Linked DNA regions of Drosophila melanogaster: region 1 is linked to region 2. A link is a contact called in public Hi-C data. All regions are on one chromosome and are shown on one strand. Each heading gives the region's core, a stretch centred on a gene start, on an enhancer-like site or on the middle of the called end of the contact. The rest is flanking DNA. Distances are from core to core; before and after follow the strand shown. Region 1 holds the start of Hmgcr (HMG Coenzyme A reductase). Region 2 holds the start of CG31457.

The links. Hi-C and Micro-C count contacts between places; a contact is called where the count stands out from the background.
Region 1: a contact with region 2 is called in a Hi-C map of the Kc167 cell line, with 2.3 times the contacts expected there. The contact joins the promoter of Hmgcr here to the promoter of CG31457 in region 2.

The regions. Positions count from the first base shown.
Region 1 is chr3R:23,730,072-23,734,999 of dm6, reverse strand. It overlaps Hmgcr (HMG Coenzyme A reductase), which reads right to left and starts at 1,676. Exons shown (of 6, transcript NM_170089.2): 1 at 1,163-1,676. Rpn9 (Regulatory particle non-ATPase 9) reads left to right here and starts at 1,538. Exons shown (of 5, transcript NM_170088.2): 1 at 1,538-1,748; 2 at 2,090-2,204; 3 at 2,260-2,373; 4 at 2,427-2,957; 5 at 3,019-3,625. The coding sequence starts at 2,095. The coding sequence ends at 3,412. It overlaps CG10365, which reads right to left. Exons shown (of 5, transcript NM_206547.2): 4 at 4,273-4,351; 5 at 3,501-4,206. The coding sequence ends at 3,770. It also overlaps RNaseMRP:RNA.
Region 2 is chr3R:23,124,429-23,129,242 of dm6, reverse strand. It overlaps CG31457, which reads left to right and starts at 1,262. Exons shown (of 2, transcript NM_170051.2): 1 at 1,262-2,138; 2 at 2,198-2,662. The coding sequence starts at 1,463. The coding sequence ends at 2,535. hh (hedgehog) reads left to right here. Exons shown (of 3, transcript NM_001038976.1): 3 at 1-1,074. The coding sequence ends at 505. CG31365 reads left to right here and starts at 2,821. Exons shown (of 3, transcript NM_170050.2): 1 at 2,821-3,981; 2 at 4,048-4,181; 3 at 4,242-4,814. The coding sequence starts at 2,901.

The DNA.
Region 1 (4,928 bases), core at 427-2,926, 610 kb before region 2:
ATATTACTACTTGGCTGCAGCAGCAACAAAAAGTGAGCAACAAAATACAAAAAAAAAAAAAAAAAACAAGGAAGCGGCAATGCACTTGACAAAGCTGCTTCACTTGTTGCAGCAGTTTTATGGTTTATGTTTTTTCTACATCTTTTTCTTTTGCTTTTGTTTGGTTTTTGTGGCCACTGCATCGGCGGCGACTGTGTGGCATTTTTCACTTTTGCTTTTAATAGCCAGATGCTGTTGCTGTCTGTCGTCTGGGACGGAGATGAAGATGAAGTCGTCATCCGACGGCGTTTTTTTTTTCGGAATTTGTTTTGGATTTTTGAAATTGCCGCTCTTCACATAACCGTAATACGCCTTCAGCCGGTTTTCATATATACCATACATATCCATATATATATATATTATAGTTGTGCATCGTTTCTGTCGCTGCCAGATGTCGCCCATTTCGATTTTGGTAAATTGGTAAAGTGGGGAACAGGCCAAGGAAATCAACTGCTACATCGAGAAAGTAGTAGTACTTTCTTTCTACCAAAAACGCACAGTGGCGTCAGGAAATGAAAAGAAATGTTGACAGCGCAGCAGGATGTTACAGTAAACTCTGGCCGATTTGGTTCAAGTGTTTTTTTTACTGCGAAGGACGCACAAAATAGGCGACATCTGTGCAATATTACTCAAAAAGAAGGCATTTACATACTGTAAAATGCAGTACAATTCGGTTGATATATTTCGTTTATGTACAAATCCATACAAATGTTGAATCTTCCAATTCAATAGCTTTTTGAGTTCCAAATTCTCTATCAGCTCGAAAGTAATTTAATTATCGTTTCTTTACCCAACGCTCCTGTGCTCAAGTGGCTTTTGCTTTTCAAAGAGAAAGTTGTCCAACACCCATTGCAAGCCAAGAACTTTTAATAGACGGCGGCGACGTGGTGCCCACTGAGTGATAAGATTGGGGAGCCCCAATTGCATAACTGTCTACTAACCAAATAGTGGGATACAATGTACAACCAATTATGCAGTTCTCAATGGAACGCGATCGTATCCAATGGGAACCGCTGGCCCAATCAGTAGGGCCATGCTGCTTGGAATTTCGAAGCCAAAAGGGGGAACCTCGTCGGGCAGAGTAGTGACCCCCAAAAAGTCGAAAATAGAACCCAGAACTAACCTTGCTTTTCGACGAGGAATCGATCGTTTGCTTGGAGATCGGTGACAAATAGTTGACACGCGCCTTAATCCACAAAAGAAATGCTAATGAGGATCTCTTTTGGCGGAGTGCGGTTTCCAGTTGGAGCGGTCGTTGTGGTCGCTAACTAGTTCTTCTCAGTTTGTCAACTTTCTGCGAACAAATCCACATAGTTTCTTGCACGACGCGTTGTTTGGCTTACATTTATATAACCACTAATTGCGGCACTTTCGTTCGCGAAATTCGATTGCTACTTTATTTGGCTAACAAATAGTTAAATGTGCAAAACACACGACAGCTTTACTTTTTTTTAGTTAGTTCAGGGCGCACACTCGAGTTGTTGTATTTGGTTTTGTTGGCAGTGCTGCTGTGGCCCGGTTAAATATCGATATTCTCGCGGATCGGGCTAACTGGCTAATTGGCTGCGCGGCGACTCTCTGCCAAGTGGAATCCTGGAGTGCGGAAATATAAACTGTTTCGCTGCGAGCTCCAAAACGAATTGAAACGTTGTTTCTTCCGCGTACACAACTTCACGCAGAAACAGCTGTTCGGTTAGTGTGACCAGACGGTGAGTACAACGTAAGCCCAAGCCCCGCAGCTGTTGTTATCGAATGAGTCATCGAGTAGTTTCTAGGCACTGAAATAATATCATAAATAATGCTTTCCATGTGATATAAAAATAAAAAATACAGCCATTTGTTATTATGTAAGCCTTTTTTAGTTCATAAATAAATTTTACATAAAAATTCGCCCAAAAATACAAAATACCAAAATAAGCTAAAAAAAAACAAACGGCCACACAAGCGATCTGTCAATGTGACAGCTGCGTCGGCGATTGTGATTTGCAATTTTTGTAGTTTGGGAATACATTAAACATTACATTTGAAATTAATTCAACACAAAGCGCAGTTGCGATGTCCAATCCTCAGCCTAATGTCACCGCCTATCTGGCGACCCAGAAGAAGACCACCAACAAAGAACTCGCCGCCGAATGGACGCTCATCGAGGAGCTCTACAATGAAAAGTTAGATCTGGGCTTTAAATTTCAATTTTCCTCTTGTAATACAATTATTTTACAGACTCTGGAATGAGCTGACCATCAAACTGGTGACCTTTGTGCGCCACGAATCCTTGCAGGACGAAACTGCGCTGCTGCAGCTCTACCAGAATTTCCTGTCCACCTTCGAGACCAAGTGAGTCGGCTTCTGCAAATGACTCGGCAGAATCTAATGTATTGTATTTGCAGAATAAACCCCTATGGCCTCATCCAGATTCTCGAGGTGGTGGTTGACAACATCGGTGACAAGAAGGAGGCCATCGAGTTCTTGGAGAAGATGAAGGACAAGGTGAAGATCTGCGACGAGGCCGTTTGGTATCTGCAGGTGATGCAGGGTAATCTGTACCTCAGCAACCTGAACGATCTGAATGCCACCAAGAAGATCATCGAGGAACTGCGTGATGTCCTAGAGGAAGCGGGTAATGTGACGCCCGTTCACGGCAAATACTACATGCTGGCATCCCAGTATTATCGGCGAGTGGGCAAGCACAGCGATTACTACCGATGTGGCCTACAGTTTCTGGGCTGCTCCATGGATGAGTACCCCCGTGATCAATGGGCCCAGCAGGCATTCTTCTTGGGTCTGGCTGCTCTCTTGGGCGATGGTGTCTACAACATAGGCGAATTGCTGGCTCATCCCATTCTTGAGTCGCTTAAGGGCACGGAAAATGAGTGGCTCATGGAACTTCTTAAAGCCTTCAACACGGGCGATATTAACAAGTGTGTAGTAATAGCAATTTAATATCTGCAGTAACTAACACTTTCTATTATTCCTTTGCAGGTTTAATGACATGAAGAAAATCTGGTCCAAGATTCCCGATTTGGCTGCCCAGGAGGTCAAGTTGCGCCAGAAGATCTCCCTCCTTTGCCTCATGGAGATGACCTTCAAGCGCTCAGCCATCGAGCGAGCCATCTCCTTTACCGACATCGCGCAAGAGACCAAACTGCCCGCCAAGGAAGTGGAACTGCTTATCATGAAGGCTCTGGCTTTGGATCTCGTCCGCGGCGAGATTGACCAAGTGGCTGGAGTGGTTAACATGTCGTGGGTGCAACCACGCGTCCTCAACCGCAGCCAGATTGTCGGCATGGCCAGCACTCTGGACACATGGATGGGCGCCATCACGAACATGGAGAAACTGATGGAGAATCGTGCCGCCGAAATCCTCACCAATTAGTTTTAGTTTCGCCTGATCTAGACGATCCCACATATTCACATTTTGCGCGAATGCTTTTGTATTTAATTAAAAACCCAAATACTGTATTCATTTCTTTTCATATGTAATTTAACTCCCTGACAGTTGCGTGTAAAAAGTTTTTTTGTGCTTAATCCTAGCTTATTGGCTAAATCAGATCACTTATGGAGGAGTTGCTGCTTATGATTAGGCCTAGGATTATTTACAATTTAAAGAAATACGTCAAATTTGGCAATAGACTCTGGTTACCTAACAAGCTAAAATGTCGATCAATAATTTGGAATTTGCTGTAGCAAAAAACGCGACCTGCATAGCACTTGGCCGCCAGCACACCAGAAATCAAATGTTCAGGCAACGCAGCTTGGTGTCGGGCACACGGGAGGTGAACTCGAAGGATGGCGGGCGGCGGATGTCCTCGTGCGAGTCGCGGCGTATCCTATCTGGATTGCGGCCCATCACAGATGACAGAGGTATTTGGCGGCGGTACAGTTCCTCTAAAACCAATTGCTCCAGCTCGAACAGATGATCGTCCCTCACGCCGGGAATCTCCTCGTGCATGAACAGGGCCAGGCGCAACAGGTACTCGGCATTGTGTCCGCTGGGACCGCGGCAGGATACGATCTGCTGGGCAATCTCCTCGACCGGGTCATCGCCCAACCAATAGATATTCTCTGGCGTCGCCACATAGACCAGTACCTCGACCGCCTCGCCGCTGAAGGGCGTGTCCTGCGAGGCGACGCGCGGGAAGAACTTGGTATCGATTGTTGCATAGCCACCTGTTGGAGTCATCGTGGGTTAGCTCAAATGATGGTCCCCACTTCTCTTCAATTCGATTTACTTACCCAGTGTGCACTCCCGCTGCTTGAGATAATCCAGTGCCGTGCTGCCTGTTATTCTGTAGGCGCAGCCCCAAGTGATTCCCTGCAATCAAAAATGGGAAATGTATATTTAATAAAATACACAAAAACATGTGGTTCACATAGATCTAAAAATATTTAATGAGTTCGCCCCGCGCGGGTTTTGAACCCGTATCTTTCGGATTGGGGTGTGCTATTCATATCGCGTTCGGCTGGTTATGATTCCCAACTCGTTTTTCCGCTGATGGCGCGTATAAATAGCGCTGATAGCAGCAAATGTGATGCCGGTTTGAGTCTTCCATGCTTGTCTCTCGGGGCCACAAAACGAGTTCCTGGTAACTCAACTGATAATGCCCTGGGCGAAAGTCCCCGGGCCTAGGATAGAAAGTATCAAGGTGTAAAAAGTGTGCACAAAACACCCACCACCCCTGTGGTGGGTGGTGCATTCGCCTATATTCTGCGGAATTTCGCCTGGCGTATGGATGAAGAGGATTTTATCCGAATCCTTACGCGCCAGGTTGTCTGCGGAAATCTGCCAGAGTAATCTTAGATATGGACGAGTTGGTAGGACTCGGCGGGTGGTGTTCACACACTTTCTCGTCTGAGAAACCGCCTACACAGAATGGGGCTTACATTGGGAA
Region 2 (4,814 bases), core at 13-2,512:
CAACCTCGAGCAGATGCAAAACTTTGTGCAGCTGCACACGGACGGTGGAGCAGTGCTCACGGTGACGCCGGCTCACCTGGTTAGCGTTTGGCAGCCGGAGAGCCAGAAGCTCACGTTTGTGTTTGCGGATCGCATCGAGGAGAAGAACCAGGTGCTCGTACGGGATGTGGAGACGGGCGAGCTGAGGCCCCAGCGAGTCGTCAAGGTGGGCAGTGTGCGCAGTAAGGGCGTGGTCGCGCCGCTGACCCGCGAGGGCACCATTGTGGTCAACTCGGTGGCCGCCAGTTGCTATGCGGTGATCAACAGCCAGTCGCTGGCCCACTGGGGACTGGCTCCCATGCGCCTGCTGTCCACGCTGGAGGCGTGGCTGCCCGCCAAGGAGCAGTTGCACAGTTCGCCGAAGGTGGTGAGCTCGGCGCAGCAGCAGAATGGCATCCATTGGTATGCCAATGCGCTCTACAAGGTCAAGGACTACGTTCTGCCGCAGAGCTGGCGCCACGATTGAGATGGAATCCTGGAAGAGCGATCCTGATCCCAACGATCCTGTATTGTATTATATCCTGTAGTTATGTATATGCCTAATGATTGATGTATTTCAATGTTGAATATCGTTAATAATCGATCGATACTATTTATTTACCACCACAAATCAAAAACCCACACACAAAACACCCCACCCAAGCGATAAAGCAAAGAGCAAATGAGTATGAAATCAAAACGATGCGAAACGAAATGAAAACACTGTTAAATGTCCTTGACTTATTGTTTTTGCAAACATTTTAGCTGTAAGTAGGCAATCCTCGGCGCAGATCCTAAATCATCCTGAGAAAATCAATCGGCAAACTCCCGGAGAACACAGACGACTGTTACTGTATATTATCATGGAATTGAATTGCATAATTTATTGAGGTGCGGCGGCGAGTTCAAGCCCTTTGATATAATATATATCGTACTTTGTATATAGAAGAAGCATTATAGTGACTGAATATCTTATTGTAATTGTGTATATAATACTTAATAGTTAACTGCGTATTTATACTTAATATTTAATGAAATATAAAGAAATTGTTTGATAAATGAATGTGTGTTATTGCTGCATTTCAGGTTATTCAAATGAGCGCTATAGTATCGTTGTAAAATTTTGACTATTTGAAATTCTCCCGCCAAGCGCCTTGCTGAAATACGGGCACATCAATGGCAGAGCAGCCAGCCTTGAAATACTAAAATGCATTCTCTCAACCGCATGGCCACACTGAAAATATCGATAACAAATCGGCTAGACTTGTTGATGTTTCCTAGTAGGAAATTCCTCCGCTTCCAATTTTAGTTATTTGTCTTCAAATGTTTTTTTGTTTCATATTCTAAACTGGTTGCTTGGAAAGATTGCTAGATTGTCCATCATTCCGAATCGTGCCTAATCAGGTGTCCGGCTGCCACGCTCCGAATTGCCTTGAAATTCAACATGAATGTTTGTCGCCTGTGCTTGTCGAAGGAACCCAATTTCCCCGTTTTCGGTGCAAATGGATCGACTGCTCTGCAGATAATGGTCTGCACATCGCTGGAGATCGAGCCCGGCGACGGTCTGCCACAGCACATATGCACCATGTGTCGGCTGCAACTGGAGGAGATGCACTGCTTCCGACGACGCTGCCTCGCAGCCGATCGCAAATTGAGGCGCCACAAGGCGTTGCAGCGGCAGGGTGTCAAGTCGCAGCTGAGTGAAGTGGAGGAGGAGCGGGGCTCCGGGGAAGGATGCACGCAAACTGGCTGCGCCGAGAACAATGCCCAGTGGCGCCAGCAGGCCGCCCAGCTCATTAGCAGCGAGATCGACGCGTATAAAAAGGAGCTGCTCAGCACTTGCAAGCAAGCTGTGCGGGCGGAAATCGAGCTGGAGCTGCGGGCGGAACTCGAAGAGGTCATCATACCCGAAGCCAAGCAGCAGTTGCGACTGAGCGTTCTGGACGACGTGTTTGTCGAACTGGAACGGTACTTTGTGCGCAAGCGCAATGAGGCGACCTATGAGATGAAGATGAACTTAAGCAGTCCGCTGCCTGACGAACAGACCGCTGGCTTCTACGAAACAGACATGGGCCAGGAGCTAAGGGAGCAGAGCGATAACAGCGTGGTGGAGTTACTGGGTAAGACCAGCCCACTTACTTTGCAATTGCACGACTTATATATTTCTCAAATGTAATAGACGATGAACCAGAAGCCAGCAGACAGCCAGCTGCAACGCCACTAGTTGCTGTGCCCATGGTTGAGATCAACATGAACGACCCGCAGCTGAGTCATCTGCGCAACGACTATAGCAAGGACACCTTTCTGGGTGCCAACACAACTGCCTTAGAGGATGTAAAAACCCCATCGCCGTGTCGAAAGAAAGTGCGCTTTATGAGCCCCAAGCAGACGACCGATAACCTGTGCCGAAAGCACAGTTCCTTCAAGACAAAATGCAGCAGTTCGTACGCCGATTTCAAAAGTTGTGTGCGCTGTCGTCTAAGAGGAGCGGATAAGCTAAATAACACCGTGACGTAGCCACGTAACAACGAATTTAGTTTAATCCTCTATATTATAAGAATAGTACCTTTTTTTGTGCACGCATATTTGACTAAGCCATCACCTATTTTAATTGTCATTGTATTCTATTAAACTTTAAATATGCACATTCGGTATGCATTGGATTTGTATGAAAATCAATACCTTTAAACCTTACATTAATAAATTAAGTTATGATACGTTTATGGGCCGTATATATCAAATTGTTTATTTACGAACAGTGTGACTGTATTGCTTTCGTTTCGAGAGGAGGTATTTTTAGCGAACCTGTCTGCGGTCACATTGCTTGCGATGCAGAGACGCCACCGAGTAAATACGTTGATTTACCAAAAATAGACGCCTTCATGGATGCACAGCCGTCGTATCCCGATTTGGCGACCCTGTGCCGCCTTTGCCTCAAGGAGCACCAGGATGCGTACGCGATCTTCGACGAGGACGACACCCAGCTCTCGATACCCGTGCGCCTGATGGCCTGCGTCGCACTGGACGCCAAGGCGACGGATACTCTGCCGAAGAGGATCTGCCAGGAGTGCCGCTATCAGCTGGAGAAGTCATTCCTGTTCCGGCAGCGCTGCCAATGGGCGGAGAAGAAGCTTCGCAAGCATATCCGACTTCTGGGTCTCGGGAAGCGAAGCCGCGTCTTCTCCAAGGATCCGGACGATTATGACGAGGACGAGCTGGAGTTCGAGGACTCTATTGCCTTCATCGAGGTGCAGGACAAAGTGCGCAAGCTTGAGGACGAAAAGTGGCGAGAAGATTTTAAGGAAGAACAGGCGGCGGAAATGCACAAACGGCTGGTCAAATCTCGTCTAGAACTTCGAGCGAAACTGACCACCGAACTGCGCAAGGAACTAGCGGAGGAGGTGCGCAGTGAGGTTCGCAAGGAGCTGGCCGAGGAGGTGCGCAGCCAGGTTAGAGATGACCTGCGAAACGAGGTGAGCGAGGACATAAGAAAAGAGCAGCTGGCCATGCTGTTGGGCGAATTGGAGGTGTATCTTACCGAGAAAAAGGCCGGTCGGTGGGAGTCTTTGGATGGGTCCGAACCAGAGACCAAGCCGCAAGTCAAGGAAGATGCCTCCCCTTCTAGGTCAAAAACTAAAGCTCTTCCAAAGCGACGACCCAGCTTGGTCGACGCCAATCTAAAGGCGACAGAGGCCAGGAAGGATGCAAAAGAAGAGGAATTCATATTGGGCTGCAATACCGACCCCGCAAATAATAGCGATGTAAACATAGATGGCCTCGAACTGGACGAGGAAGTGCCCGCGGAAAGCGGTGAAGACTTCAGGGAAATCAACATGGTTGGATCAGATGTAGTGCACACAGACAATGGAGAGATTTACATCATAAACTCTGCCAGCTCAGAGGATCAAAACCAGGACTCCACTCCCGAATTTGACCAGGACAACGGAATCACCTCCTATAACAGTAAGTGGGTATAATTTGGCAAAAAAAATGTGAAAAAATTTTCATTTCATTAAATTCTTTGCTTAGTCAAAGAAGACGGCGAAATTCAGTTCAGTGGCGAAAAGCCAGAGGAAATCGAAGACGTGGTCGTGTTTAATCTGGGCGAGGAGATATCTCAGGAGCAACAGGTCTTCAGCTTCCATGAAAATGTCATTATAGTGGTAACTAACCGTGTGATTTTAAATTGAACTCGAATTCAACTTGGATCTTATTATCTGTAGGAAAAAGAACAGAACGATAGAGATGAGCAGACGCCCCTCAAACGAAAGAGATCGAGTGAGTTGGTGTTCAAGCAGGAGTCCAGTTGTCCTCAACCAAAAACCGGTCGAATTACGGACACGGTGAAGTCGTTCCAGTGCCATTTGTGCCCGGTGGCATTTCCTACGCAGAAACTTCTGACGCGCCACCACAACACCCACATTAAGGGACTGAAAAGTGGAAAGGGCGGCACGCTCAAGTGTCCCAGCTGCGCACTGCAACTGTCGTGCGCCAGCTCGCTCAAACGCCACATGATTATCCACACGGGCCTGAAACCCTTCAAGTGCAGCGAGTGCGAACTGTCCTTCTCCCAGCGCGAAGTGCTCAAGCGTCACATGGACACCCATACGGGAGTAAAGCGCCATCAGTGCCCCCAATGCTCGAGCTGCTTTGCCCAGAAGTCCAACCTGCAGCAGCACATTGGCCGCGTGCATATGGGCAACTCTCGGACGCACAAGTGTCATCTGTGTCATCGTAGCTTCAATCATGTTTCGGGCCTCAGTCGCCATCTGGTCACCCACGCTGGCGTCATGTTC